2 separate regions of the Zea mays genome follow, and region 1 is linked to region 2. A link is a contact called in public Hi-C data. All regions are on one chromosome and are shown on one strand. Each heading gives the region's core, a stretch centred on a gene start, on an enhancer-like site or on the middle of the called end of the contact. The rest is flanking DNA. Distances are from core to core; before and after follow the strand shown. Region 1 holds the start of LOC100285499 (rf1 protein). Region 2 holds the start of LOC103632974 (proteasome subunit beta type-1).

What was found. Hi-C and Micro-C count contacts between places; a contact is called where the count stands out from the background.
Region 1: a contact with region 2 is called in a Hi-C map of ear, with 4 times the contacts expected there. The contact joins the promoter of LOC100285499 here to the promoter of LOC103632974 in region 2. A contact is called at or near these places in 5 of 25 Hi-C or Micro-C datasets (ear, endosperm, leaf and 1 more) and 1 of 3 datasets of contacts at active chromatin or transcription factors (leaf).

Annotation. Positions count from the first base shown.
Region 1 is chr7:142,849,375-142,852,499 of Zm-B73-REFERENCE-NAM-5.0, reverse strand. It overlaps LOC100285499 (rf1 protein), which reads left to right and starts at 1,593. Exons shown (of 1, transcript NM_001158391.2): 1 at 1,593-3,125. The coding sequence starts at 1,767.
Region 2 is chr7:142,666,301-142,669,382 of Zm-B73-REFERENCE-NAM-5.0, reverse strand. LOC103632974 (proteasome subunit beta type-1) reads left to right here and starts at 1,253. Exons shown (of 7, transcript XM_008654675.2): 1 at 1,253-1,582; 2 at 1,664-1,771. The coding sequence starts at 1,542.

The sequences.
Region 1 (3,125 bases), core at 344-2,843, 180 kb before region 2:
CAAGGCTAGTGGTTTAGCTAGCCGTAATCCATTGGAATGTCCTTTACAACTAACTATATATTCATCACATTTAATACTCCCGTTCTCTCATCACATGTTTAGAATCTGTGTTGCAGTCAATTATAAGCTGACTAAATAATTAGTAGTAGTTTCTTCTCTGTCTTCTATTCTCTCCCTTTTTTAATTCCTTTCGTTCGTCGGATTCATTTTAGCTCATCAAAACTTATATAAGTTACCGAAGCAATCAGGGTAGGATTCATTTCAGCCCCCTAATCCGTGAAAACCAAACAAGACCTCAACTTGACAAAAAATCTGACGCGTCAAACGAGTTCTTACACGCGAAGAAAGTCAATAAGAACAAGGTTAATAGAAGAACCAACTGAAGGCTTTATGGTCTTGCCACATCATCAAAAGCCAACTATAAAACGAACATATATAGTAACCTTATTTTTATGTGACTCTAAGTTGGAAAGGAATGATTTGGATTGGCTGAAAAAAGAAAAGGTCAGCCTTAACTCCCACAACAGACTCTTACTTCTCTAGAATGTGATGGAGTCACTCTTGCTTCTCGTAGAATGTGACGGAGTCAGGCTCCTCACGAGCACCCATTTTCTTCATTTTCTTCTCTCCTATGTTCCGTGTTCTCACCCTGCTACCTAGAATTCGAATGATATATGGAGCTGTTTAGAGGCTATCTGGTCAGTGTTAGGCTATCCGCAGCGGTTTTCTCTAAATTTCTACCCCTATATCACTTTTTTGGTCACATCATCAACATTTCATCCTCTGCTTTTTCATCTTCCGCAGCAGTTTCCCCTAAATACTTTCCCTATACTCCACTACAACCATAAAATAACATTTACTACACCTACTTCCATCTACTATCAATTTTTCTTCTACTAACAATTAATTGAACAGTACAAGCCGGTGTTTGGATCTGGCGAAGCACTGTTCTCAGCGCTAACACTGTTGCTTGTAGGAGAGGCTTTAGGGGTGTCCCCTGCGCCCCTCTCGTTACGCTAAACATATACAGTGTTAGGGGAGTGAGAGGCCCGTCGCATTGGCTGCACACAGACTTAGGGCCACCTTACTGTACTTGCTCTAATCGGAAGCCGCGGCAAGCATAGGGCCACCCTACATCCCAATAAACTCCAGGATGCGTGACCACCCCGGCGACGGCAATAACTAGGATGTACAGCCGTCCCGAAGGACTGATCAATCATTCAACACAACCGTAGCTGGAGCAGTTAACACAGGTGTACCACAACATAAGCACATGGGAGCATGGGGCTAGGTTAAGGCTTGATCACGATCCAAACCGCAATCCCAATCCATGGAGACCCCGTACCAACCGATCGGTCGCCCGACTTCAATGCCACTGCCGCCTTCAACAACAACTAGCGATCGAGGGTCCAAATTCCAGCTTCATCCGAGTTCCGAAACAACAGCAGAGCCAGATCAGTGTCATTCTCACAGTCGGCATGGCCGCAATGGGAACTGAACAAGAGAACCCAGCACGTCTGGTGGGGGTGCTCTGTCCATATGCAATCCCATCGTGGCACTGGAACCTTCTCCCATTTCGTCGACTGTGAATACAGAACTTGGACAGCATCACGTCGCTGGATCAGAGTGCCATTTCTGTTCTCAGAAGGTTTCTTTGTGCCTCAGACGACCCATCATCCTCCGCATAACTCCATCGACGTCGATGGCCTGCATGTACATCAACGGTCACTGCCTTGTCCAGTAAGTAACACGTACGAGACGCCGCCATGGCGGGCAACAAGTTCTCGTCGTACCACCTCGCCGCGGCCCTCCGCCGCGAGCCGGACCCCGCCGCCGCGCTCCGCCTCTTCCTCAACCCTCCCGCATCCGCCACCCCGTTCCGCTATTCCCTCCGCTGCTACGACCTCATCATCTCCAGGCTCGCCGCCGCGCGCCTCTTCCCGGCCATGGAGTCCATCCTCTCGCGCCTGGCCTCCTCCTCGGGTCCCCGGCCCCGCGAGCAGCTCCTCTGCCGCGTCGTCTCCGCCTACGGCCGCGCCCGCCTCCCCGCCGCCGCGCGCCGCGCCTTCGCGCACCCGGCCTTCCCTGGGCCCCGCACCGCCAGGGCTCTCAACGCCCTCCTCCACGCCCTGCTCGCCTGCCGCGCTCCCCTCCGCGACCTCCTCGCCGTCTGCCGTGACGCTGGGACCCCGCCGGACGCGTGCACCTATAACATTCTCATGCGGGCAGCGGCTGCGTCCGGCTCCCTTGCCCACGCGCGCCACATGTTCGACGAAATGCTGCGACGGGGCATCGCGCCGACTGTAGTCACTTTCGGCACCCTCGTCGCCGCGCTGTGCGCTGCTGGCCAGCTGGAAGGCGCGTTCGAGGTGAAGGAAGTGATGGTCCGGCAGTACCACGTGTTGCCGAACGTGTATGTGTATACAAGTCTGATCAAGGGGCTCTGTGAGAAAGGGGATGTGGATGCTGCGGTGGCGCTCAAGGAAGAGATGGCAGGGAAGGCAGATCTTGTGCTGGATTCTGCTGTGTATGCGACGCTTGTACGGGCGTTGTTCCAGGTAGGGCGAAAAGGTGCGGTAGTTGGATTGCTGGAGGAGATGAAGGGGAGTGGGGTTGTGGCTGATACGGTGGTGTACAATGCCATGCTCGCAGGCTTTTGTGAGGATGAGAAGGATCTTGCTGCTGCGTTCGCTGTGCTTGACGATATGCAGAAGAATGGGTGCAAGGCGGATGCGGTGAGCTATAATACATTAGTTGCAGGGTTGTGCAAGCTGGGCCGGTGGCGGGATGCACATGAATTGGTTGAGGATATGCCAAGGCAGGGGTGCCATCCAGATGTGGTGACCTACAGAATGCTCTTTGATGGGATGTGTGCTGCTGAGGAGTTTCTTGAAGCAAACCAGGTTTTGGATGAGATGGTTTTCAAGGGTTTTGCGCCAAGCAACGATGGTGCACAGAAGTTTGTCCAGGGGATTGAGAAGGAAGGAGATGTGGTATTGCTAGAGTCAGTGTTGTGCCGACTAGCGAAGGTGAATGCTTTGGTGCCAAGTGGATGGGAAAAAGCTGTAAGTGGTGCGCTGAATGATCCCACAGAGTTGAGGCTAGAGAAGCAGCTTGACTCTTTA
Region 2 (3,082 bases), core at 4-2,503:
TGCAAGTACGTCTAGACAGAATAGGGTGATGCTTACAACACACAATTTTCTACCCACCTCAACAACACTACTATTTCCCGCCTGTGGTGCATCAAAGACGTAGTATACCACCACCACCACCACCATCGATATGCGGTGCACAACTATAGGTATGACCAGACAGTCCGAGTATGATCTCGAACCATCCGAACACATTGTGGACCGTCCGACACCTTACGCCAGACCATTCGGATATGTATACGTAGAACATAGTACTGCGCATAAGGCACAATTTTCATACTCTATCCCACCTACATCGCAATGTATTCGCAACATGCCACCAACCACACATGAGGCCAAATATTTTTTGGCCCTTGCGGAGCTAGAAAGGGTCATCCCATACCACACAACAACGGGATGCGGTACCGTATGCCTCATGGCCTATATTGGAAGCCATCTTTCATCATCTTGGTACAAAAGGCCATCATAATGATAACTGGCCACCTAAGCCCCATGCCTCGAGGACCGATGGCTTACCATCGGTCACTATGGATGAAGTTTGGAAGTAAATAGGCCATATGACCCTCGATGGGACGCCGTTCCATACCCTCCAGAGACTAGTGTTCCAGATTTCTCTAAATTCTCAGATGAGGGCAGTAAAAGCACTCTCGAACACGTAGGCCAATTTCTAGCATAATTGGAAAATTGGCCAACATAGAAGCTTTTCGTGTTTGCCTATTCTCATTATGCCTTACTAGCCTTGCATTCACCTGGTGACCTATTGCCAACCGTTCGACACCTCGCAAAAAGGTCCCCAAGGTCTCGACTCCCCGTGAGCGAGATCTAGGGTTCATTGATGTTTGACCCCAAAGTAGGTGGTGGCTTGTGGAGCAGAAATAAAGGTAGAGTTCAAGGCTGCATCGTAGAGCCTACCCCAAGGTTTTGCACGTCGTGTGGAGGCCCTAGGGTTCATTGGTATTTGGCCCTCCAAAAGATGTCAACACTATTTATATGATATATAAAAATCGTAGTAAAGTACGAGCAACTAACTAGTCTCTGCTCTTTTAAAGCACCAGCTTCGTGCGTTATTCCTCTCTCCTACTTCTCGCTTAACAATTGTCCAATGGACCATTACACCACATATGAGTCGTTACACACAGATGGGCCGTGAGAACCATTAAAACCCAATACAACATAAAACCAAACATAATGTTCCTAGATAGTACCACTTTGCTGGCTAAAGAAGGACGAATGAGTTATAAAAAATATGATAGACTCTATTTTCAACGTATAGCTAATTAAAGGAGAACGAGAGACGGAAAAAAGAGCTAGACTCCTTTATCATCGAATAGCTTTCTCGACGAAAACTGGAGGAGCTAAAATTTTGAAGGAGAACCCCAGACCACCTCGGCCCACGGACCCACGGACCATAGCCCAGAAAGGACCAAGGTGGAAGAAACAAAACGAAAGGCGGTGTCAGCTGCTCCTCCACTTCCCGTGTTTCTAACTCCGGTGGCTCCACCACTAGCAACCCGTGCAGCGAGCCCACCCCGACCACTGCCATGTCGAGGCGCGGCGACTGGGTCTACGAGAACAACGGCGGGTAGCCTCCCTGCGGCCTTCCCACCTCGCCTGCTGGCCGTATCCTATGTGTTCTCTAACGAGGGTCTGTTTGGTCCTGCAGGACCTGCGTGGCCATCGCCGGCGCCGATTACTGTGTCGTCGCGGCGGACACCCGCCTCTCTGTCGGATACAGCATCCTCACGCGCGACCACTCTAAGATCTGCGACCTGTGAGTCCCTGAACCCGATCTCGTGCTTCGATCTGTCCATCTGGGCTTTAGGGTTTGTGGATTGGGAGGCACGAGTGAATTTTGGTGTGGCGTGGGCTAAAATATGGGTGACAAGGCTGGATTCGTAGCAGGATTTGGTGCTGCCACTGGTTCTTTTAGCTAGGGTTTGGTGCGTGGAGGATTGTGTCGAAAATTATGGGGGAAATACCTTTACATTCTATATGTTTTATACGTTTTTCGTTAATGGCTAGTTAGTTCAGCGTCCTCTTTGTGAACGGGAATGCTTAACTGGCTTGCTACTGTGGTATGGTCTTTTGTTCATCAATTTGCTTACTTAATAATGCTGAGCACACTGGGTTGCATGTGGTTCATTCTTCATTCTTCCTAGCCCTAGTTTTATGTCCTATGTTTGCTCTTTCATTCAGATGACTAGGTCATCATAGAATAATATTTTAGATTCTGCTTTCTGCACAAGTAGGGTAACCTTCGTTGCTAAACAAACTTCTGGTTTTGGCAGATGAGCATTTCATTAGCATATCATTGTAGGTAAGGGAGATGTAGGCTTGACATTTAGGTTTACTTTTATATTGAGTAAAATACATTTCCGGTCCTTGTCGTGCTATGTCATCTCGGTCCATAAACTTTCAAAGTGTGTCTCTTAAAGCCTTAATCGTTGTTTGGGTCTCAGTTAGGTCCAAACGGGTTGTGGTTTTACCATACAGCCTAGCACTGGCATATGGACCCCACATGTCAACCTATGTATCTCTTTTCTCTGTTTTCTCTCACCTTCCCGCATCTTGCTCATGTCGTCGCGCGCCACACCGTGTGCCTCCGTCCCGACAACACCGAGGCTTGGGAGCGCTGCGGATGCAGCTTACTTGCACTCTGGAAGCCAGCCGCACACGACGCAGCCGGCTTGGGCGCCGCCTTGCGGTGGACGGGCAGCCACGCTTGCCTTGGTGGGGGAAGGTGCCGCTGGAAGCGTGAGCGGTGGCTGGCGGCGCAGGGGGCACCAGCTGGTACGGGAACGCCTTCGGCGAGATGGGTGGGATGGTGACCGCGAGCGTCGCCAACTGCGTGTCATTGGTGCAGAAGAACAGCAATTAGACCGTAATGGTGTGGAAGAACAGCTGTCTACGGAGGCCAGGGAAGGCACGGCAGATTCAGCTGCCTTACTGTTCTCATTCTCAGTATTTTCCTCTTTCTCTTCATCAACAATTACATGGGAGGCTGCTTCATCAACAAATGCAGGGGAAGCTAATTCGGATTCACCTGGCTTTACTTCTCCTTTATTCTCAGATTCTGGGACAG